Linked DNA regions of Cyprinus carpio: region 1 is linked to region 2. A link is a contact called in public Hi-C data. All regions are on one chromosome and are shown on one strand. The core of a region is the stretch at or near the end of the contact, and the rest is flanking DNA. Distances in the headings are between cores, read along the strand shown.

Region 1 (6,955 bases), core at 3,780-6,279, 43 kb after region 2:
AATGCTCCGTGCTCCCTATTTCTCATCTTCCTAAATTGGCATTGTCATGCCTTGACGAGTCAGAGTTGCATGATCTCCCCTTCGCCGTTCCAATTACAATATCCATCTGCGGTGGAGACTGTACGGCTTCATCTTCACATTCCTAATAATCCTGCTCTAAATAATGAGCGGTTTGCTATTTGAGCATGCATTTCCAGTAACAGCCCCTGCTGAAACCACTAATGCGTTGATGCATCGCTGAATGAACCTTGGTTAAAATTTAACTTGGGTTGAGAGATGTTACTGTTGAAATGCTGGAAGAATGAGGTATCTAGTCATTTTCACCTTTAGCGCAAACGAGGCTCAAACCCATTGCACTGCATTATTAAGGTATTAATTCAAATGCATGCATGCATTTAAAAGTTATAAAGGCATAAAGACATAACATGCTAATTCAGACAAAAAGCAACTTGTGTGCAAAACTTAAAACAGATAACATACAGCACATGCCATGATGGATAACTACAGTTGAGATACTAAACAAACGTAAACTAAGCAGAGTGACTCGGCATGTGGCCACGTGTTGTTTTACAAGCTACCGCATTCATTGCATTTCTTTTGAGGCTCTGTGTATGTTTGGGGAGATTTATATCTATGTACTGTATCCACTTCATTGCATTGGCTCATGTTATTTAACTGTTTGCACTGATATTGTGCAACAGAATCTGATGCATGCATGCATTTAAAACTGCAATAAAGGCATGAAGGCATAACATGCTAATTCAAACAAAAACACCCTATATGCAAACCTTAAACAGATAACATACGAGCCACTTTCGACCACTACAGTCAAGATACAATACATGATTAAACTAGGGGACAGTGAATCAGCTATTTCAGAGCATGTGACCATGTGTTGCATTGCATGTTGCAAATGCATTGCATTTCTTTTGCTCTGTGCATGTTTGGGGAGAAATATATTAATGTACGCCACACCACTTCAATGCATTATTGCATTGCTCCTGTTATGTAACTTTTTGCATTGATATTGTGCAGAAAAATCTGATGCGCTCTTGCATGCATGCATTTAAAACTGCAATAATTCAAACTTAAATTGATAACATGCATGCCGCACTGAATTACTACAGTCAAGGAAACAAACCAGGGTAAATTTCTCAAATTCCATAGTTGAGCACGTGAACATGTGTTGTTTTAAATGTATCGTAATCATCGCATTTCATTTGAGGCTCTGTGCGTGTGTGGAGAGAGATTTATATTCATGTACACCAAACCAGTTCATTGCATTATTGTACTGCGTGTGACGTAACTTTGCATTGATATTGTGCAGCAAAATGTAATGCATGCATGCCTTTAAAACGGCAATGATGGCATTAGTGGATATTTTTAACATGCAAATTTTAACAAAAAACACCCTATATGCAAAATGGATAACATACATGATGCCTAGAATTACTGTAGTTAAGAAAACAAACTAGAGTAACACCTAGTGACTAGTGAATTCCAGAGTTGAGAATGTGACCACGTGTTGTTTTTCAATCTACCGCATTCATCGCATTTCATTTTAGGCTCTGTGCATGTGGGGAGAGATTTATATTCACGTACGCCACACCACTTCATTGCATTGTTGTACTGCTCGTGTTATGTAACTGTGCATTGATATCGTGTAGCAAAATATAATGCATGCATTTAAAACTTCTAGAAATAAATGCATGGGTGGATATTTTTAACATGCTAAAATTCACACAAAACACTCTCCATGTACAGCTAAAACAGATAACACACAGGTTAAAACAGACTCCTACTGACAGCCGGATACTAAACAAGAGTACACCAGTGATGGTGACTCGGGAATTCCAGAGTTGACCATGTGACCACGTGTTGTTTTACAAACTAGCATAATCATTGCGTCTCTCTTGAGGCCCTGTGTGCATGTGTGGAAAGATTCATACTCGTGTTTTCCAAAACACTGCACTGTTATATAACTCTTAGCATTGATAGAGCAACAAAACTGATGCATTTTGATGTAAAATATTTAGTTTTAATATTAAAGATACTTCTAAAACAGGTTTAAACACTTAAGTGAAAAAGTCAAGATGTCTTTGAGTAGCCGAGATGACGAAACAGATGGTAGGGTTTTTTCAGCATTAGTCAACACATGCAAGTCGCTTCACCCGACTCCACCCATGTCTGACGAGGCAATTTCCTCAATGCACAAAGCCCTTTTACCTAACAACCCAAACACGACCCAGATAACTGGTTAAGGTAATGATTTACACATCAGTGATCATATTACATGTCACTGCTTTAACTACAACCGCAATAACAAGCTACCCCGGGAAATAATAATTATATATTAACTAGGCTACACGCTGATCATTGGTGTTTACTAAATGCACTGTAACATGAGCGCTGTAATGTAAAGCGTGACCTTGTTAAACATAATAATTGAAAAACACATCCGAGATCCCGTGCGTTGGACGTGTGCCCAGCCAAAAGCAACCGCTCCAGCGCTCAGATCCTCAGAAGAAGCAAGCAGAGACTCTACGTTAATACAAGATCAGAAAATGTATTTGGCAATTTTAAACAAGTGCATACAAGTACAGCTAGAAGCGTTTTCCAATGTTTGCCAAGTGCTCGTAGAGTTGCATTAGTCACATTCTACGTTTAACAGGAACTGCCACCATACCTAAAAGTACATCAAGAAATCGTTAAACATCGACAAAGTAGAACGTAGTCCGTTATAATGAGTACATACCTTTTATCTTCAAAAAATATAGAAACACAATGTATTCAAAAAATCAAAAAATGTACAGCAATGTTTACCAAGTATGCATGTCCCTCATATGTCCATTATATACAAGTCCGTTAGTTTCTGTCTGGATGGTATGCATGTGATATTCATATTTATATATTTATATAGACCGACATTTTTGAATATTTAAAAAAAAAGGTAAAAAGCGCAATCAAGTGTCTCTCTCCTTTTTTACTTTGACGTCTCCTGCCAGAATGGTGGCTATTTCGCCTTGCATGAAAGCCCACGGTACGTTGGAGCCCACCAGGGGCATTTCTCGCCGCTCGGACAGTACACTTCTCCGGTCGCACCCTGCTGTTTGATGCTCTCCCGGGAGCAAGGGAAGCAGAACTTGTGAGACGGCACTGAAGGGCACTGCACAAAGTGTGTGTCCTCTAGCCTCTCGTGGCAAAGCGTGCAGCACAGCGGGATGCTGCTGGGAACCGAGGAGTCTGGGATGCTCTGCGGATGCACCGGATCCATGCCCGGCACGTGAGGTGCCCCCGCGCCCTGCGCCAGCCGCCGCTGGTTGGGTGACAGCGGGCTGCTGCTGTTTCTGCGTGTCGTCGAGTGCACTTGGTTGGCGTCCTTGGGCGAGCTGTTACCACCGGCGTTGTCCGCGGCCAGAATGAGCGCCGCAATGGGCGAACTTCCGTTCTGAGTGGCGGCCGTGGCGGCCTCCGGTGGGGTGGTGCGAGGGTGAGGGGATATTGTGGAGGGCGGGGAGGCGAAGCTGGGTGGTGGCCCCGGGGGCATTTTCAATCCGTCTCCCGCCGGGAGCCACTGCTGTCCATCTCCGTTAATCTTGGCGGCGGTGCCGCCCTCTCCGTCAGGCTCCGGCGAAGCTTTTCTCTTCATATTCTTGGGATGTTTGCCTCGATCTGCAAAAAAGCATGAGCATGAATGAATTATAGCACACAAAGCATCTCTATGTGGCAGACGCAGTGATGCACTGTAGAGCCAGACGTAACAATGAGGCTGACTGCAGAAGCACCACATGCAAATACACGTTGAGCTTTGATCAGCGGAAATTTTCTTTGCAGCTGACTCATGCCATAGTGCTCTCATTCAAACCAGACCATTTATGAGACTACAGTAGCATTGTTTTGTAGTGCACTGCATGCATTCATCTATAATATACAGTCTAGGAATGCAGAATGAATATATATATTTGCACATTTGACTGTTTTTCACTCTTTGTAAGTCTGTATCAGTCCATCCGTTTGCAACTACACTGAAACTGCACCAAAAAGCGTTTCATACCGACCTGATTTGGACGCAGGAGCGTTCGTTTCGTACATGACTCTCTGCTGCATGTGCTCCTTCTTGAATCTGCTGTCGTACGCGTTCAGCGCCATTATATCCCGGGACGTTTTGTTCTTGATCCAGTCGTCCGCCCGGTTCTTGTGGCTGTCGCTGATCTCCGGCGTCATGCTGTCCGGTCTGTGCTTGTCCTTGTCGTGCTCCGTGCTGGAGACCGAGGCTGGCCGCTTGTTTCCGCCGAGATCGCCGTGGCTGAGACCGGGTCTGCCGTTGATCGCGTGAGCCATGCTGCCGTTCACCAGAGGCACTAAATTGGGCGGCACGCCGCTAGTCCTGCGCGGGTTTGGACTCTGGCGGTTGAGCTCCGGAGGGTCGTCCGGTTTTGAGAATCCGTTCGGGACCGGGAGTCCGTTCGCCTGCCGCGCAGACTGATACTCGGGTCTGGGTGGACGCTCCGAAGACAGCGGGTAGCGGTCCAGAGGCTGCGGCGGGCGCGAGCCCGGGTCTCCAGACGCGTGATTCATCGCCTGGATCTCTTTCCCCGATAACTGTTTCCCCGGCCCCGCCGGTCTGCCGTCCTGAAATCCATGGGCTCTCTTGAGCTGCCGCGCGGTTTCAATGACAAACTCGATCCTGTCTGCTCCCTCGTAGTTGACACATCCTCTGCAAACGGGCTCGGTAAAATCCCAGATCATAGCCCACGGCATGCGGGGCAAATCGCATAAATAACACGACTGCCTCCTCGAAGCAGCAACCGCCGCGGACGACATCGCTCTTTTAGGTGGAAAACCCTCCGAAAACACAGCGCAATCCTCTCAGAAGTGTCCGCGGATGCTGTGGGAAAACGAGGTAGGCTCCTCTCGAGAAATAATTGAGTTACAAACAGAACTTCATAGTAGTGTGCGCTTTACTACGACGCTCGCTCGGTCTCTCTCACTCACTACTACCGCGGCCAGACCGGGCTCAATGTGGAGCAGTGACGTCACTCTGACACTCCGCTTCTATTTACTTGATTCTTCGACAGAAGCAGATAGAACGCCCCCTCCGGCGCATGCGCGCGCCCCTCCTCCTCCTCCCGTCGTCTTCTCCTTTATTTAACTCTACTTGAATCGAGGCCAGAGCTGCGACGGCGGCGGCGAGAAGTAGGAAATAAGAGAAAGAGCGCTTTCGATATCACCGACGCGCTGGAAACGATTCGGAGCCGAAAGTTCTGTTCAGACTCGACTGACGCACGACGGACGCTGTATGCAAATCAGACAAAGTCTTACCGTAAGGAATAATGAGCTTTTTCAATCGAATTTCGTTCCCACGGTCATGGAAAACATGGAAATATGAGGGAGTTGAGATTTACAGGCATGGGAAAGTGGAAATTAATGAAATCTTGTTGTAGTGGATATGCTATTTTTTTGTTATTAGCATGAAATTGCTCTATAATTATTATTTTTTGTATCCATTAAAACACAAACGACTGGAAAACCATGAAAAAGGTGTGGTTATTTATTTAATTTAATTTTTATTTAAATTTTCTATTCAAATTGAACATTTATTTTATAATTCAAGTTTATTCTTAATTTAATAAATTATAATATTTTAGAATGTTTTAGAAAAACAATATAGTATAGTAGTACACAATACAAAATACAATAAAAATAAATGAATAAAATCAAATTATTGTAATTAGTATTATCATTGTTAAATATTCAAAGTATAAATTCATAGGCTGGCTGCTGTAGACTAAACTGAGATGATCTCAGATCAGCCTGTGTTGACTCATGCATTAAAATAACAATAAAATATGTCTGTTTGGAGATCCCCCTACATTCCTGTACAGAATCACTAACACACCAGTCAGAACTCATCAACTCACAATAATAAGAGTCTTGTGTGTCACACTCATGAAATAAAACTCTCACTTTCATTTATGCCACACAGACTCAACATCAAATCTAATTTTTGTTCTCGTTTAGATGCTTATAAACGTCACTAGGTACAAAATGTCCAGAGTGCAGTGAGAAGAACCAACAAATAGCTTTGTAGGTCCTTCTCTTTTGTCTTGGCTCCGTTCCAACTGAGTGCAGCTTCAGGGCTCTTTGGGTGAAGCAATGCGTCTGAAATCTGCAGACACAAGGCAGGATGTGTTTGTGCAAGCCCTCGTGACGCTGGAAAGAGGAAGTAAGATGTTTAGTCACGTACCCACAGCTCGCCTCGCCCTTCTCAACGAACATTAAATCTGCTGGATCGCAGCCAGGGCTTATGATCAACCCTCCTAAAGGAATTGCAGCGCTAGGGTGTGTTTTGTACCCGAGAAACTGTAAATACCGCCTCTTCTTTCTGGCCTGACAACTAATTCCTCAGGTTTGCATTCTGGGAAGGCCGATCGGATTTCACATGAACACATTCTGTAAGGCTGGTGTCACTCAAGGGCAACGTCTCAGAGATGCAAGGCATAAGGTCATTGCTTGATATGGTTTTCTCCATCAACTGGCGGCTCAGTCACAAACAACAGTGAAAAACAATGGTGAATGGAAATAATAATAACAATGCATAAAAAGCATGCATATTTAGGAAACAAAAAACCGGACTACAGTTTAAACAGGGATAAACACGGTTCGTGTCGACCATAATGTGTTTGTGCAGTGAATCATTAGAAACCGAAATCAAAAATCATACTCAAATTATAAAGAGCATGCATTTAATAGTCTTATTCATTCTTGTAATATAATAGGCTTAATGTTGGGGTTATAATTCATGGTTATATTAATACATTTCAGTGTTTGATTATTTTTGTTTGTTTGTTTACTTACAGTTTTGATGCTCACCATCATATAAAATTAATAAACTCATATTCATTCATAATTTGTACGAGTGTGGCTCTTACAAATGATTTGGCTCCAATCACAC
Region 2 (6,913 bases), core at 2,762-5,261:
ATAGATAAGATGCCTATTGTTTGATTGAAAGATGTCATTCAATAAAAATGTTTTGTTCGATAGTGATGAGGCCATTTTAATCTCAAGCTGATTTGACTCTTGCAATAGTCATACTGAGATGCCTCTGGTAGCGAAGAAGGTTTAAGTTCACCTCATATGGAGACAAACAGCGGTTTTTTTATATTGTGTGAAAGGAGTGTTGTCTGAGGCTGAAACTATAAAAGGTATCATAAATGAACATGTGCATATTTAAAGTATAGATTTAAAAAAATAACTCATCCAAAAATGAAAATTCAGTCATCATCATTTACTCACCATCATCTTGATCCAAACCTGTATGATTTTCAATGTAAAACACAAATGCACTGAAAAAATAAAAAAACTGGCAACTTTCAGTTGCTAATAAATTTCAATTACAACATTGAATTAAAAAATAAAAAAAAAACTTTGAAGCAGAAAGACTGAAATTGTATTTTCACATAAAACACTCAATTTTTGTTTATAACTTTTTTTAAAAAAAACATCATTTTTACAGTGTGGAGAAATGCTGAATAATATCTTTTTAGTATGATGAAAGTGAAAGGAAAAGGAATAAATATTTAAATTTTTGCACTAATATTTCCCATTTTAACCAATGGAGGATGTAGAGGATTGCACTTATATAAGAATCCCAATGCAGCATCCGTAGTACCGAGACAGAAGGCCTTTTGTATGACTAATCCTTTTACAGTAAGTGAACATGGAAAGTCTGTAAAAAAAAAAAAAACAGCCCACATGACACAAAAACAGTCTGTCATTTCCAGAGTATTTGACTCTGTTTCCAAGCCAGGCCTCTCAAATGGCTTCCATGTGTGCGAGTTGGGGGGAGAGGCAGATCTCGGCGGGTTTGCTTTGTCTGAGAGCTCTTGGCAGCATCGCAAGGATTCCTGAAAGCCAGAGCAACATGGCGTCACCCCAAACAACTCCCTGACTCAGAAGCACAAGGGCGCCCTGTACGAACTTCCTCTTGGAAGTATGAGCATCAGATATAGGTTTTCTCAAGGCAGGAAATGAGCCACACTTTATTCATCCATCCATCCGTCCGCAGATGGGTCCCACCTCCACTTGTTCCCCAGCTGCCCAGGCAGAGGACTGAAGCGCTGCTGCAACTTTAATCTGTCGACTCAATTATTTAATAAAGGTGTGGCCGCGCTTCAAACGCAGGCGCCTTCCTGCTCTCTTCATCCTGTCTGTCTTAAAAGCCTGTGAGATTTCCAACCCTTCCTTGTAGCTGCACAGACCTGACTGCTTTACTGACTCAGTGCTGCTCGTATTCCTGATAGAGAGAGTAAACTGTGATGTTATGAAACAGTGATGTACATCCTGAGCTCTTGGGTTTAATTCCAGCCATGATTCAGATGGCGAATGCGTTGGAAAATATTACTGGTCATGATTTAACAAGATCTGGACGCCAGGACGCCTCGGTTTTTGACAGCGCTGCATGTGCATATATATGATTCATAAACATAGTCATGTAGGCTCAACCATAATTTTTTGTCTGGCCAAAATATAATTATGAACATACGTTTAATATATTTTGTGAACAATAAGTAAACCTAAAAAATATATTAGTGAATCTACATCTATATTGCAGCATTTCCGATCTTAAAACGCCATACACAGTATATATACTGTATATATAGGTTAAATCTATATTAGCAATACATTTGTGGCCATGAAATATATTTTGCTAATATACAGTTAACACACTTACATGAAAAATATCAATCTATTGTGAAATATATTTTGCTAATATATAGTTTGCTTTTGTATCTGTAAAATGTCACTTTATGGCTTGTATGTGTGGTTTAATACACTGTCATGAACCCTATGGATCTCTTGAAATGTTTCTTTTTTTTAAGGGAATTAACTCAACCACGTCACACATGCGAGATCTCCCTGAGTAAGCGATCACGTTTTCTTTTTATGTGCCATTTAGGAGTGGTTTTATCTGAAACAGGTTATTAAACACTGTTTATGTCAGAGACACAACTCTCGTGGGCACCTAGTTTACTTGCTCCTAAGCGTCTCAAATTAAACTCTGAGTATCTTTTTAAAGACTGGATGCATATTTATTTTGTTTTAACCCATTACATCAACTTCAGTATGTAGGATATCATATCATCAGTGGCACCAGACATATAAAGCAGTTGGATTTATCAGTGGAATATATTAATGTCTTGCCCTGCATTCGCCAGTTTTACTCTATCCGCACATGCATGTGTGCTTGCCCGTGAAATGCATCATCGATCAAGTGTGCATAACACATTTACCAACTTAAACCAGCAATCAGCAGAGCCATAGCAACAGCACACCATCCTCTCATGAAAGCAGTCCCGGCACTGAAAAAAAGAGAAGGAAAAACGGCTACCAAGGGAACAGTGGCTATTCTGAGCCTGCAGAGTGACAGAGGTTCACATTGACACGGTTTCCTAAATGAAGTGCTGTGGCCCGCGAGGAGGGGGAAGTTCGTCTCGCTAGCTATTCTCCTACTCTCCAGTGTCATTGTTCAGACAGGAAACGCCACAGAGACGTATTAGTTGACACACTATTTTAAGTAGGTTAAGGGCACACACACCCCACTGACTAAACCATCCTCTTTTCTTCACGTCCACGTCATTGTCATTGTCTATTAATACGATTATCATGAAACAAGACAGCTAATTTCAGTCCTTCTGTAAAGCAATTACTGAAGATGCTGTAATTGCTGTAAACAAACCGCTTAAAACAACCGCTTAGAAGTAACCGCAATTATACAAAACAAAACTTCACTTAAAGTTGTTAACTAAAAGTAAAAATAAATATATATTTAATAACTGAAATAAAATAAATGTTAACTGAGATAAAATAAAATATTTTTATTTGCCAAGGACACATTTCTAATCTTCACTTAAAGTTGAACAAAAATGAATAAAGACTAAATTAACAACAACAACGACAACAACAAAAAACCTAATAAAAAAACTAAATAACTTAAATACAAATTAATTATGGGGTCAGTGCATTTTTAGAAAAAAAAATACAAAAAAAAAAATACTAAAAAATATTTTATTCAGCAAGGACGCGTTAAATTAATTAACATAATAACTTAAATACAAATTAATAAAGACTAAAATAGACTTTAAAAAAATATTTGAACTATTTTGAAAAAATATTTTTCGGGATATAAGAGTATACTAAAAAAAAAAAAATAACAACAACACAATAAAAATAAAATTTAAAAAAAAAATAAATATAAACTTAATTTAAATAAAAATTAAAACTAAAATACAAATTAGTTTAAGATTTTCATCTAATATTTAGATTTTATTTCAGCTATACACTATAAAAAATATATATATATTTTTTTTAAGTTGTAATTAAAACAAGTTTACTGGAGTATGTTTTACAAGAAAATACTATTTCAGTCTTTATATTTCAATATCTATTTTAATTTTGAAATGTATTAGCAATTTCTGAGTTCGTTTCTACCAGTGTATTAAACAATTAAACTTTGTTATAGTTATAACAATTAAAATAAAACGTTTTCATTTTAATTAACGATAACAACACTGTCCGACAGTCCGATTCATGATCAAATGATTCAAAATAATCAGTTTGAATCAGTCTAATGATTCACTCGGGTGGATCGGTTCTTGACTGATTCACTGAACTACAGCTCATGACATTCACAGCTCGAACTCGACAGAAGATTGGTGAGTAAATGATGACAGAATTTTAATTTTAGGATGAACTGTCACTTTAATTATACCAGTCAAGTACTAAGAGCTTTGTTAAGGAACCAAAACTGTTAAGGAATCTAAACCGAAATTCCACATGATTCTCATCGCTATCGGGAATGAGTGACATCATTGTCTCAGATCTCTCTCTCTTCCCATCTTTTGTGTTCAATCAGAGCCGTGCTTCAATACTCTGGCGCGGGGGTCGCGTCCAGACATGTCGGCCGCAGAAATGCGCGCCCCGGGGCCGTGTAATAAAGCACGAGCACCAGCCCTTCCCTGCACAATCCTGTCACTGCTTATCTCCGTCCTCTCCTCCCTCTGGAGCCGCGTCCAATTCCAAGGAAAGAGAAAGAAAAAACTGGGAGTCAAAACAGGGGTGTGATTCGCAGGCCTGATACAGACGATCATCATCTGCTGCGGAATTAGAGCTGCGGGCAGCTGAGCTGCGGGCTGTGTGTGTGTGTGTGTGTGTGTGTGTGTGTGTGTGTGTGTGTCTGTGTGTGAGAGAGAGAGCAATCATTCTTTGTGACTCACTCGGAAAACAGGCTGACAGATGTATGTGTGAGAGAGTATGAATGACTGAAGCGTTAAGCTGGAGGAAACCGGATTTGACTTTTCCTTTATTCATTTTCTTAATGGTTTTAACATGTTTGTGTGTATTGTGTGTAGTAAAATTTCAATAAAAAATTATGACGTCAAAAAGATTTTTAACACTAATATATTTAATACTTTTTTAAAAAATGACGTTAAGAAAAAAACTTTGCAGTTTACACTGCCGTTAAAAAGTTTGGGGTCATTAAGATTTTTAATACTTTTTTAAAAAATGACGTTAAGAAATTTTAAGAAATGAAAGCTTTTATTCAGAAAGCATGCATTAAATTAATTACTACTTCCATGCTGAATAAAAGTGCTCATTTATTTATTAAAAATCTTACTGACCCCAAACTTTTTTATGTTTTGCTTTGTCGTTATATTTTCAAATAGTCTTTATTAATCTTTTATGTACTTCAGTTTTAATTTAGATAATTGTTTAGTTATGAATTAAAAATAAAACTAATAGAAAAATAAATAATAAAAAATTTTACAGTGCATAGCTGAAATGAGATATAAATATTAGATGATAAACTAAACTAAAACTAAACTAAAGAATTAGAAATGTTGCCTTGGCAGCAAACTGAAATAAGTTTGAGCTGAAGTACTAAAATTACTGAAACAAAACTAAATCTTAAACTGAATTAAAAATCAAAGTAATTTAGAAATACTAATATTATATATATATATATATATATATAGTATATATTATATATAATATATATTTAAAATAAAAGCACATTAGAAATACAAAAAATTAAAAACTGAAAATATAAAAATAAAAGCATACAATAAGAGTATAATACTTTTACAGTATATATAATACTAATTATATTATATATATAGAATAAATGGCATTCTCCGAATAAAATCTGTGGAAGAATAGAGAAGTTTTTAAAAAGAGAATATCATGAAAACAATTCATTTTAATATTTATAGAAATGCAATTAGTTCTGAATAAAGCGGTTCAGATGAAGGAAACATTAGAGAATTAATGCATCATATGGGAGGTCTAATGAGTGTTTGTCTTGTGTTTGTACCTACTACGGGGACAGATTTGTAGCTGAAAGTGAGCTAAAGCTGACAAAACCTCCCTAAACCTCATTTTGGGGACATCCTCATTTGTAAATCCAGCATGTAAATAAAGCTTTTTAAAATGGTAAGAATACAGAACATTTTCTGTTAGGGTTAGGTTACAGTATTTATAACTATCTGTAAGTGAAAACAATAGAAGTCTATGGAATGTCCTCATTTAGGTGTGTGTGTGTGTGAGAGAGAGAGAGAGAGAGAGAGCTCAGAGTGAGAGCCAGCCAATCAGTGGACGCTTGCCAGCCAATCTGGATTTGATTTTGTGTGTGTTGAATGCATTGTGTGCGGCTACAAAATTCACACAACCAAAATTTAAAAAAGCACAATCTCAGCTGTAAGCCACACAAAGGCCGATTGAGCCACGTGGTCAGCGGTGGCTTTGATCCCGCGACCTGCAGACGGGGGTCTCTGTTTGGGGGGAAATGCGCTTGTTTGACAGCTTTCAGTGAAATGCTGGAAATCCTGCTGTGATTGTGCGGCTCGGAAAGCTTTCAGCTCAGGAATGTGACCTACATTCTCCGTCCGCCGTCTCCCTCGCTCTCATTGTGTGTGAACACGGTAAACACATGCATGCATACCGCAGTAACACGCTTGCTCTTAAAGTTATTTTGCACAGTCTGCAACATTTTTGTCTTTGCATCATAGCCAAGTAAAATGAAAAACTACTGTATCCCAAAAAGAGACAGGAATGAACTGTAAATATGTTGTTCTGTGTTAGAGAAATGGCTGCGACGCCTCTGTGATGACAGTTAAACATTATTTAGAAAATTCTCAGACATGTAGACATATTTAGAAACTTCAGTCACATTCCATGAGTTCTTTTCTTTCAATCTTGTTTTGTCATATTTTGGGGTTGGTATGATTTTTACATTTTTTTTTTAAAGAAGTGCTCACCAAGCATTTACTCGATTAAAAAAAAAAAAAAAAAAAAAAAAAAACGAGTAAAAATTGTGAAATATTTTTTCTAATGTAAATTAACTGTTTTATATTGTAACATAGATTAAATTGTAATTTATTCCTGTGAATTCTCAACATCATTACATCAGTCTTCAGTGTCACATGATCTTCAGAAATCATTCTAATATTATGATTTGCTGCTCAAGAAACATTTCTGATTATTATCAATGTTAAAAACAGTTGTGCTGCCCAATATTTTTGTAAAAACCTTGATACAGTTTATTTTTCAGGATTCTTTGATACATATAAAGTTCAAAAGAACAGCATTTATTTGAAATAGAAATCTTTTGTAACATTATAAATGTCTTTACTGTCACTTTTGATCAATTTAATGTGTCCTAGCTTATATGTTATTTTTATTCATATATATATATAGGACAGGAAAAGAAAAAAAGAAATAAATATCTACACCCTTTATCAATATATTTATATATATATGTTATTTTTATTCAGCAAGGATATAAGCATATAACACAGGACAGGCTACATGAAAAAGAAATGATGATCTACATCTT

Evidence for each region. Hi-C and Micro-C count contacts between places; a contact is called where the count stands out from the background.
Region 1: a contact with region 2 is called in a Hi-C map of skeletal muscle, with 2.0 times the contacts expected there. The contact joins the promoter of LOC109084185 here to the enhancer-like site in region 2. A contact is called at or near these places in 2 of 8 Hi-C or Micro-C datasets (liver and skeletal muscle).

Annotation. Positions count from the first base shown.
Region 1 is chrA13:26,781,810-26,788,764 of ASM1834038v1, forward strand. It overlaps LOC109084185 (interferon regulatory factor 2-binding protein 2-A), which reads right to left and starts at 5,030. Exons shown (of 2, transcript XM_019098877.2): 1 at 4,059-5,030; 2 at 2,547-3,672. The coding sequence starts at 4,824. The coding sequence ends at 3,014.
Region 2 is chrA13:26,739,695-26,746,607 of ASM1834038v1, forward strand. No RefSeq gene overlaps it. Among protein-coding and RNA genes, the nearest start is that of LOC122147349, 38 kb to the left of the region's middle. Within about 2 kb of position 4,012, at least 5 of the 8 cell types and tissues checked have an H3K27ac peak or open chromatin away from gene starts, as enhancers often do. A contact at or near this core is called in skeletal muscle, where this site is marked.